3 separate regions of the Mus musculus genome follow, and regions 2 and 3 are each linked to region 1. The links are chromatin contacts, called in public promoter capture Hi-C maps. All regions are on one chromosome and are shown on one strand. Each heading gives the region's core, a stretch centred on a gene start, on an enhancer-like site or on the middle of the called end of the contact. The rest is flanking DNA. Distances are from core to core; before and after follow the strand shown.

Region 1 (3,076 bases), core at 330-2,829:
CTCACTCATGCCAGAATTTTAAAACAAGAGTTATGGAGATCATTTAAAAACAGTTCAGATGAAGTTTGTTGATTTTATATCAATGGCAGTAATTTCCCCATCTTTAGAACACACCATTTGATTCTTAAAATTCTTTAACTACAAATATGTGGGTGCTGCCTCTGCTTAGCCCAAATTAAACGCACTAAAGCCTGAAATCAGCCTCCAAACACTGACACCATTGCATACACTAGCAAGATTTTGCTGAAAGGACCCTGATATAGTTGTCTCTTGTGAGACTATGCCGGGGCCTAGCAAACACAGAAGTGGGTGCTCACAGTCAGCTAATGGATGGATCACAGGGCCCCCAATGGAGAGCTAGAGAAAGTACCCAAAGAGCTAAAGTGATCTGCAACCCTATAGGTGGAACAATAATATGAACTAACCAGTACCCCGGAGCTAGCTCTTGACTCTAGCTGCATATGTATCAAAAGATGACCTAGTCGGCCATCACTGGAAAGAGAGGCCCCTTGGTCTTGCAAACTTTATATGCCTCAGTACAGGGGAACGCCAGAGCCAAGTAGTGGGAGTGGGTTGGTAGGGGAGTGCGGGGTGGGGGGGAGCATGTGGGGGACTTTTGGAATAGCATTGGAAATGTAAATGAAGAAAATACCTAATTAAAAAGATAAATTATAAAAAAGAGGAAAATTTAGGACTGCTTTATAGGCTCTAGTATTTCCATTAAATATGTTTTCTCATTTATAATAATGTCCACGAAGAAAGAAGAGTTATATTTGAATCAAGTTTTTTGAAGCATTCCAGAAAATGGCCTCTAAATTGCCATGATCTACTTATGAAATTCAAAGACTATGACATATTTCTCAACTTATCTATTATTTCTTTGCCTTTGACTGAGCGTCCACTAAAGAACCATTTTGTTTCTGAGGGTTTCATTTAAAGAAACGTCTGGTAATAAGATCATGTTCACATTCTAGGAGGACATCTGTTTCCAATTCTGTTCCTGGAAGCCAGGCAGAATTCTGCACAACTCAGATCCATTTGACAGTTTCTCATCTTTGTTTCCACTGGCGAAATGGCCTTCTTAAATGTTCAACTTTTCCCAAATAAATTAATACCTATAATTTGTGTTCATGTCTAATCTAATGTTCCCAAGCTGGGATAATTTCTACTCAACGATTCCCCCACAGCTGTTGGGTAGTAAAGGTGTTCTGTGCATTGTTTTTTATGTGGCTGCATATCACGATCAATGCAGAAACCACATTTTAATGTATCTGAATCTGTCTTCTTCGGATGCTCATAAATTGGATATGTACTCAGGGCCAGGTGGGTGGGTTTTTTTTCACTGTAATAAACTGTTGTGAAATCTGAGGAGTTATGATGTACAACCTTGGGCTACAAGGGGGTGCTTTTGACACTCAAACGTCTCCAGGAGATGGAAAATTCAATTTATTTTATTGCCCTTTTTAAAAGTTCTAAAAGTTTGGGAGAATTAAAAACTGCTCTTCATACTTCTTAGAAGTCTTAAGATCTGTGACTAGTAGGAATTAAAATGTCTACACCTTGTATAACATACAGAGATAATAAAAATAATTGATTTGAGTTGAAGCCAGGAATAGGATGACTGGTACTAACACAGACAAGAACCAGGGAGTTTCTGATGGTCAGATGCTCACCATCAAGATCTTCTAGACACCAAATGGATGAGCTGTTATTCTTATCTTCTGAATGTTGCTAACATTTCATTTTCAAGCCTGAAGTTGTCTTTTTTTTTTTTAAAAAGATTTGGGGGGTTTTGTTTGCTTGTTCTTAATTATATGTATATATAAAGGAGAACAACATCATGCAGAGTTATGGGCAAAACACAGAAAAAGACATCAGATCTCCTGGGGATTCAGGCAGCTGTGAGTCACCAGATAGAGATGCTTGGAATCACATTTACGTCCTTTACAAGGGCAATAAAGGCTCTCAACCACTGGGCTATGTCTCTGGACTTCAAATTGTTATTCATCAGTAGCTAACTTTGTAAATCCTTCTGCTTAATATGTTCTGGCCTCTCATAGTTACTCTGGATCCAAGACGAGTCCTACTTTTACTGTCTTCGTGATAAATCTTTAAACACTTTCCATCCAATCTGAGAAACACATGGTTTGGGAACTATTCATTAACCTCTCAGTTACTGACTTTTATGTCTTGATCAGGCCATACTGGAAATGGCAACTACTCACTTTTATATTACCTTAATTAGTCTAATGAGCAATGTGGTGATGTACAATTGGTTTAATTTTTCAATCTCCAGCATGGAAACCGTGCCTGGGACATAACTAGTGATAAGCATTATCAATTGAATGACTGTTGATAGCATACCTTAAAGACAGTCAATTCTATCTACACATGAAATTAAATATTATTTCTAGAACCCTAGATTTTACTGTAATAAAGAAATGTGCCCTTGTTTGCTTTTATAATCTTAATTCTGGGAACAATTTTGGTTGTACAAATACTTGCCTTTATTTGTCAAACTCTAGCTAAAACAATTTTTTAATCTATGGTGGTTACACAAAAAAACTAACTTCCAGAGATAACACTAATTAAATAGAGTTCACCAATCTTTTTTCTCTCCTGCTCTTAAAAAAAAAGTAATATGTTTAATCTTGATTACTAGGCTCAGATCTATGTTCTCACTAGAATTAACTTTTAAAACTTACATCCCTAAATATAATGATTTATACACAGTAAATGTTCAAGTATTTATTAAGTATGTAAGTTAATTACACAGAATATACTGAATAAATTAGTTTCTTGCATCTAATGTAGGCCAATTTTGTGTTACTCTGCTAATTCCCTATTATGTAAAATCTCCCCAAGACCAAATGTTATAAATCTCTGTGCTATTCTCCAATATTATCTATTCACCAAAGTTCTTGACACACAGAAATCAGACTCTTACACTCAGGCCATACTTGGACATTCATCAAATTGAGCAATGACACAAAGACCATGAAAATAATCTCCACTACACTAAAGCTTTTAAATTTTGACTGTTAGTTACACTCAAGAGCCTCACTCTCACCTTTCT
Region 2 (3,076 bases), core at 377-2,876, 860 kb before region 1:
CCATCCATGTTTGGTGAAGACTTTCCAGTGTGGATGCTTTGGGGTCTCCTATGCGTTTTGCCAACAATTCATTCTCCACGGTGTGTTAGCTAAGCCTGGTTTTCTCACTGGTGTCTCAAGGTAAACTTTAGTAGGATTGTATTTTGGTTTGCTGTTGAGTTATGAGGAAGCAGACATGGTATGTCTAACAGGGAAGAAATTCTCGTGATAGAGGGATAAGGATGTTGTGTGGCGTATTGGCCAAGCACTAAGAGGAGAAACAAAATGCAGAACTGCAGGAGTCTGGAGAAAAGCGGCTGTCTGAAAATTCCCCTGGCACCCCAAACAGCCCCAGTAGAGACTGAGACTATAGCAAGCACCACAAGAGATCAGGCAACTGCAGCTAACCGATCATGAGCCCAGCATTGCCAGATTTACCAAGTCATGAGGTTGGACAGATATGGCATCAAGCCATCAGACAAATAGGGAGGAGTCAAGGGATTACAAGAGTCACCGGGTTATAAAAATAATAGCCAGAGCATGCGTGGGAGAGTTGGAAATTTCCCAAGAAGGACAAATTCAGCATAATAATATTTTTCTCACTTCTTAACTAACCTTTCCCTGAAATCCTTCTCTTCGATACAGAATAGTAATATATATCAGATCAAATTTCTGGAGTCCTGCCATGACTCTTGGTTCCTACATATCAAAAGGATTGCTCCTTGAAATATCTTCTGCTTCTCTGTCTTCATAAATGTTACCTTGTGTCAACTTTCCTGTTTTTGCATTTCCCCACATAACTGACAGATGGTATTTCTGCATACATGATTATTCCACTTCTCTCTCCTTTGTGACACTGAGATTGGGCCCAGGGCCTCAAGCATGCTAGACAAGTGCTCTACCATTTCTCAAATAGCCCTTGAGAAATCTCCTATGTACTAGCCATTGAGTTAAACCCTGAAAAACAAACAAACAAACAAACAAACAAACAAAATCATTACATTTGTCATCCTGAAATTTAGTGGGATGGCGAATGGATTTCAAAATGCTGTTTAAAGTCCTTCAGTTTGTACCAAACAGTACATTGCCTGATTTCCTCTTTGTAGTGGCTCCATATTGTTTCTCAAGCAGAACTGAGTATCTATCTACCTATCACCTATATCCACCATTTACCTATTACCTGTATCTCGGGCAGTGCAATAACAGATAAGGCCAACATATCATTCCAGTATCCTCACAAAGGAGCAGGAAGACCATGATTCCAAGGAGTCAACCCCTCTGGCTTGGCTGCCTTAAGGCTAGCAAACCGGTCCCACTCTCACAGAGTAGGAATCCATGACGCGCCCCCTAGAGCTTCTGGTTGGCATTGCAAGAAGGTGAGGTTGCCTGCGAGCACGCGGCCCGGTGGCGCATGCGTAGAACTCGGGAGCTCGCTCGGGGGAAGGGAGAGTCCAAGTGTGAGGGGAGTTCACCGTTGATCAAAGCTTCTTTTTCTCATGAACTAGGACATGGCTCAGGCTTATCAGTTTAATTTGCCTTTTAACTTCATTAGTAACTCCAGGGCTGAGTCTCCGTAGGGAGAGATCAAGCGTCTTGGGGGTCGTGGAAGTCCATTCGTTGGTTTCCCCCTCGGGGCGGCGTTTGGATGGTGCCGGCCGGAGCGCGCGGGGGCGGAAGCGGCGGCGGCGGCGGCTGCGGCGGTGGTGGCGGCTGTCAGAGCTGGAGAGCGGCCGGCGGAGCAGTCATGGAGGGTCAACGCTGGCTGCCGCTGGAGGCCAACCCTGAGGTGAGCGCGGCCGGGTTCCGCAGCCAGGGCCTGAGCGGGTCGGGAGGCCGGCGCCAGCCCGCATGCGCGCGTCGCTAAACCCTCTTCTGTGTCTCGTTTCAGGTCACCAACCAGGTGAGTGCGGTCGGTGCCTGTCACCCCGGACCCCGGAGTCCTTCCCGCCTTCCCCGCCAGCCTCCCCGCTGGCCTTCACCTCTGCATCCCCAAGGATCCAGGGATCTCATCCCGGGCGGGCAGGCGGCCCCAGGCTGCGGCTGTGGGCGGCTCCGCCCCTCTCGGGCCACCACCTGGCTCGGGGAGATGCCGGTGCAGCGAGCGTCCTCTGTCCCTCCGTCGGACCCCGCGTCGCCGGCGCTGCCTGGGGCACCCGGGGTCTGAGGTTTGGTAGCCCCTCGCCTGGTATCCCCACCCCGTGCCTTTCCCCATCTTGGTTCGTCTCCTTGCCGTTGCGGGTTCCATCCTGTTCCTTGACCCTGTCCCTTCTAAGGTGACTAATTTGCCAACACTTCCTGACTCCCGGCTTTGTAAACTTGCCCACCCAGTTCTGGTAATTCCATCCACCTCCTGTACAATGAAATCACCTTTCAGTCATCTCTTGCCCCATCGAGGTCCTTCTCTTCCCTGCCACGCCCCCTTTCTCTCCCCGTCTTTCGAAGGTGGACCTGGTCCTTGCCTCCTGTACCACACAAAGCCCGGTTTAATGGTTGTCCTGCAATGCGTAGCCACCTGCTACTCTTAAAAGGGAGTTTGTTTTGGATACTGAAGGTTGGGGCTTGGGATGCCTTTCAGACCCCAAATTAGGTGGTGGAATGCATATATATATATATATATATTTGCACAGATATGTATTAATTAGCCTTTTTTTCTGCTCTCAGATTTAGTTCACCTTTAACAGTTCTCTTAGTTTGTTATATAGTTTTCTTCCTTTTCTTCCATCTTTCTTCTCATAACCGAAGGATAAAGATCTATTATCAACGTTTAAAAATGCTTTTTTGAGACCAGACATCGTGGTACATGTCTGCCAGTATCAGCGTGTGGGAGGCTGAGGTAAAGAGGATTTTGAGTTCCAGCCCAGCCTGAATTGAAATGCTGCCTAAAAACCTGCTCCCTTCCTCCAATTATTATTATTATTATTGTTATTTTTAACGGTTTTTTTAAAAGCATTTTAGCAAATTCTTTGTATAAAACACACAGGCTTTATGTTAGAGGTGACATCCTTTGTCTTTTGGAATTTTTGAAAGTGTTTTCATTTATTTTGTTTCATTTATTGTTTCATTGATTTCGGGTGGAGGTCAGAGGACAACTTTCTAG
Region 3 (3,076 bases), core at 150-2,649, 780 kb before region 1:
GAGGCAGGAAGTACTGGGAGAGAAATGTGGTGAAGACACCACAAAGAAGCCATAAGACAAATCCAGAAGGCAACTTGTTTCTTTCAACACACGATGCCATTCCAAAAAAGGAAGAAGGGGCTTGAGGAGGAGGCCCTTCTAGGGTAAAAAATCCGCAATCAAACGGAATGCAGATTCTCTGATTGCCTCGAGGTCTAGGTAAGTCAGCTGCAAAGGACGCTTTGGCATCCTAGGGAAATCCGAGCCCGGTTGATTAGCAATTTTATTGGCTTTATTTAGTTACATGTGAAAATGGTCTATGATATTGCAGGATAGTGTTCGTTAAAGATGAACTGTATCCTGGGATATTTAGAGCTGAAATGTATCCTACTTTAAACCTCTCTATAGTGAGATAAGCCCAAGTGCTAATGATCATTAAACAGAAGCTAGGCTGTTTCCGTAGACAAGATTCTCTGCCATACGTTTGAAAATTTCTTTAATCACACACACACACACACACACACACAAAGAAAAAAAAGAAAAAAAAAAGAAAAGAAAAAAAGAATGAAATGTTGCGTCTCCTCCAGAAAAGAAGGGCTGATCTTATCTTCTTCCATAGGTCAAGTACCCTGGTTGGAGCCCAGAGAGTCCCCAGAGTTTCCTTGGAGAGATCGCGGGGCATTGGACCACCTGTGCACTTTGCTGGCCAGGCCCCGAGCACTTACTCAAACTCTCTGCTCACTCTGAATAACCAGTCACCTTTGCCACACCACGAAGGGTACAGGTTTTGATTCTCCGGGGGAGGGCGGGCCAATGTCCAGAACTGGGCCAAGCAGGCAGGAGAGGTGGGAGAAAAGCCAAGTTCCTTCGGTTCACCGTACCCTTGAGGCGAGAGGGGAAATGAAGCCACAGGTCTTCCCCACGGACCCACCTGCGATCGGGGGAGGAGCGACGCCAGCCCAGACTAGGGGACCAGCCGCCAGTGCCCAGGCCGGTACCCTCACCTGCGGCCGGAAGCCGGGGCAGTAGCGGGGACCGCGCAGCATCTGGGACCGGTCAGCGAGCTCCGTGGAGCCGGAGGGTAGTGGCGTGGAGGCCTGGTGGCTCCGCGTCCCCGCGGGGGAAGTTTCTTGGCCCGGAAAGGTGCAATTGTGTGCAGCTATTCCTGGTATGTCAGGCCGCAGGCAGAAGGGGCGCCGCCTCCCGAGAGAGCCCGGGACTGGGAAGGCGGGTAGAGGCGGGAAGGATGCCGGCTGGGGCGCATCTCCCCGCCCAGATAATTCTGACCAGAGAGGTGGCTGCAAGGACCCTGGCGAGGGGCAAGGACGGAAGCTGGGACCGGCCCGTAGGGGGTGGGCCGGGGCGGGGCTACTGTCGAGGGCGGTGACAGCGCTTGCGACTTTTGAAGTTCCCAGGAGTCCCGGCTCCTTCTGCACACCGCTTCCAGTTGCCTCTTCACCTCCTCCTGCTCCAGTCAGGCTGAACTTGAGCCGATTTCTAGAGTTTGGAGAAAGCAACTCCTGCAAATTCTTCTAGGTTCCTGAACTCAAACTGCACGTCGCTACAAAGGGCGGGGGACGCGTGGCGTGGGAGCTCTGGGTCCCGGCGCGCACCCACTGAGCTGCTCCTCTCCCTCTCTTGCCCTAGACATGGAAGGGATGGAGGACGCCGAGGCCGATTGCTCTGTTGCATTCGCAGAGGCTCAGAGATGGGTGGAGGTGAGTGTCTTTTCCAGTTCTTTACAGATGAATTTACACTTTCCGTGCCTGAGTCTTCTTGGGTTTCCCACCAATCTGAGCTTACGTCCGTCCGGTGACCTAGGCTGAGTAAAGAGGCAGTTTTGGGTACAGTGCAAAATTTCCCTCTCTAGTCTTCTGATGCCTAGCCCTCCTCAGACTTTCTTGCAGATCTCCCAGCGCTTGTCCACCAGGTTTGGGTATCGCACTTCCCAAAAAGCGGGGCACAGAGCTAGGCTGGGGACCTCGGGCGCATTTCTTCGGGATGCAGTTGCTTATCACGCACCTGGGTAGCCAGTGTATTCAGCACGGGGTGTGAGCCTAGAGAGTTGGGGGGCTGCCATCCTTCCCTCTCCCGCTCTCTTCCTCTCCAGTTGAGAAACTAAAATATCCTAAGCTCCTTTACAGACGGCTTGTTATTCTTCCAGCTGTGCCTCACAGACAAGATCTTCTGTTCCTTTTATTGTCACGAAGGAGAGATAGTCTCTACATGGTCGCCTTCGGACTAGCCTGTTTTATTCCGTTGCTGACCACCTAGGTGGGTTGTGCTTGTGAATGAACTCAAGGCACCCCACACCTGGGCTCTAGTACCGAGTTACAACTCTAGACTTATGAGGTGACTTTCCGGATGGGTCAAAAGAATCCTTCCCAAAGTGGGACTCAGAATAACTGATGGTTATAAAATTGTTGCCCACACCAACCCTGACGTCATTTTGGAGTTAGTGGTGCCACATGCTGTTTTATCCAACAGCTAGGGAATTTAATTCAGGGCCTGGGACATGCTAGATAAGAGCGGCTACTCCTGAATCACGCCTGCAGCCCCTCAATCTACCTAAAAATTCAAATTAGGCTACTAAGAATATAGGGGAAGCTAGTTCTTTAAAAGTCATTTTATTTTATGTTTTAAAGAAATACATGTAGGGTCCCACTAGCTTGAGGACCTGCTTTTGGGTCTCTAGCACCCGTGGAAAAAAGCCATTGCAACTCCAGGACAGGCAGGGCTGCTGAGGCAGAAGTATTCAGTGTGACTTAGCCAAAATGGTGGCTTCCAAGTATATACCCCAACCCCCATCGGAATCTACATCCACATACATACCTACAAACACACACACACACACATACACACACATACATACCTACAAACACACACACATACATACCTACAAATGCTCACACACACACACACATACATACCTACAAATGCTCACACACACACACACACACATACATACTCACACATACCTACAAACACTCACACACACACACATACATACCTACAAACACACACACACACACATATACATACCTACAAATACACACATACACACTCACATACATACATACCTACAAACACACACATA

The links. Promoter capture Hi-C pulls out the DNA fragments that hold promoters and counts their contacts.
Region 2: a promoter capture Hi-C map of cranial neural crest shows a contact between it and region 1, with 3 times the contacts expected there. The contact joins the promoter of Uchl3 here to the enhancer-like site in region 1. A contact is called at or near these places in 3 of 39 promoter capture datasets (the 3T3-L1 cell line, cranial neural crest and embryonic stem cells), 1 of 484 Hi-C or Micro-C datasets (myocytes), 1 of 115 datasets of contacts at active chromatin or transcription factors (large pre-B cells) and 1 of 9 other capture datasets (embryonic stem cells).
Region 3: a contact with region 1 is called in a promoter capture Hi-C map of the 3T3-L1 cell line, with 6 times the contacts expected there. The contact joins the promoter of Lmo7 here to the enhancer-like site in region 1. A contact is called at or near these places in 10 of 39 promoter capture datasets (the 3T3-L1 cell line, cranial neural crest, embryonic stem cells and 4 more).

The regions. Positions count from the first base shown.
Region 1 is chr14:102,510,907-102,513,982 of GRCm38.p6, forward strand. No RefSeq gene overlaps it. Among named protein-coding and RNA genes, the nearest start is that of Gm41233, 58 kb to the right of the region's middle. Within about 2 kb of position 1,580, at least 14 of the 459 cell types and tissues checked have an H3K27ac peak or open chromatin away from gene starts, as enhancers often do.
Region 2 is chr14:101,652,341-101,655,416 of GRCm38.p6, forward strand. Uchl3 (ubiquitin carboxyl-terminal esterase L3 (ubiquitin thiolesterase)) reads left to right here and starts at 1,627. Exons shown (of 9, transcript NM_016723.2): 1 at 1,627-1,765; 2 at 1,868-1,879. The coding sequence starts at 1,724.
Region 3 is chr14:101,728,529-101,731,604 of GRCm38.p6, forward strand. Lmo7 (LIM domain only 7) reads left to right here and starts at 1,400. Exons shown (of 31, transcript NM_201529.2): 1 at 1,400-1,697. The coding sequence starts at 1,629. It overlaps Gm9922 (predicted gene 9922), which reads right to left and starts at 1,200. Exons shown (of 2, transcript NR_168926.1): 1 at 984-1,200; 2 at 1-861.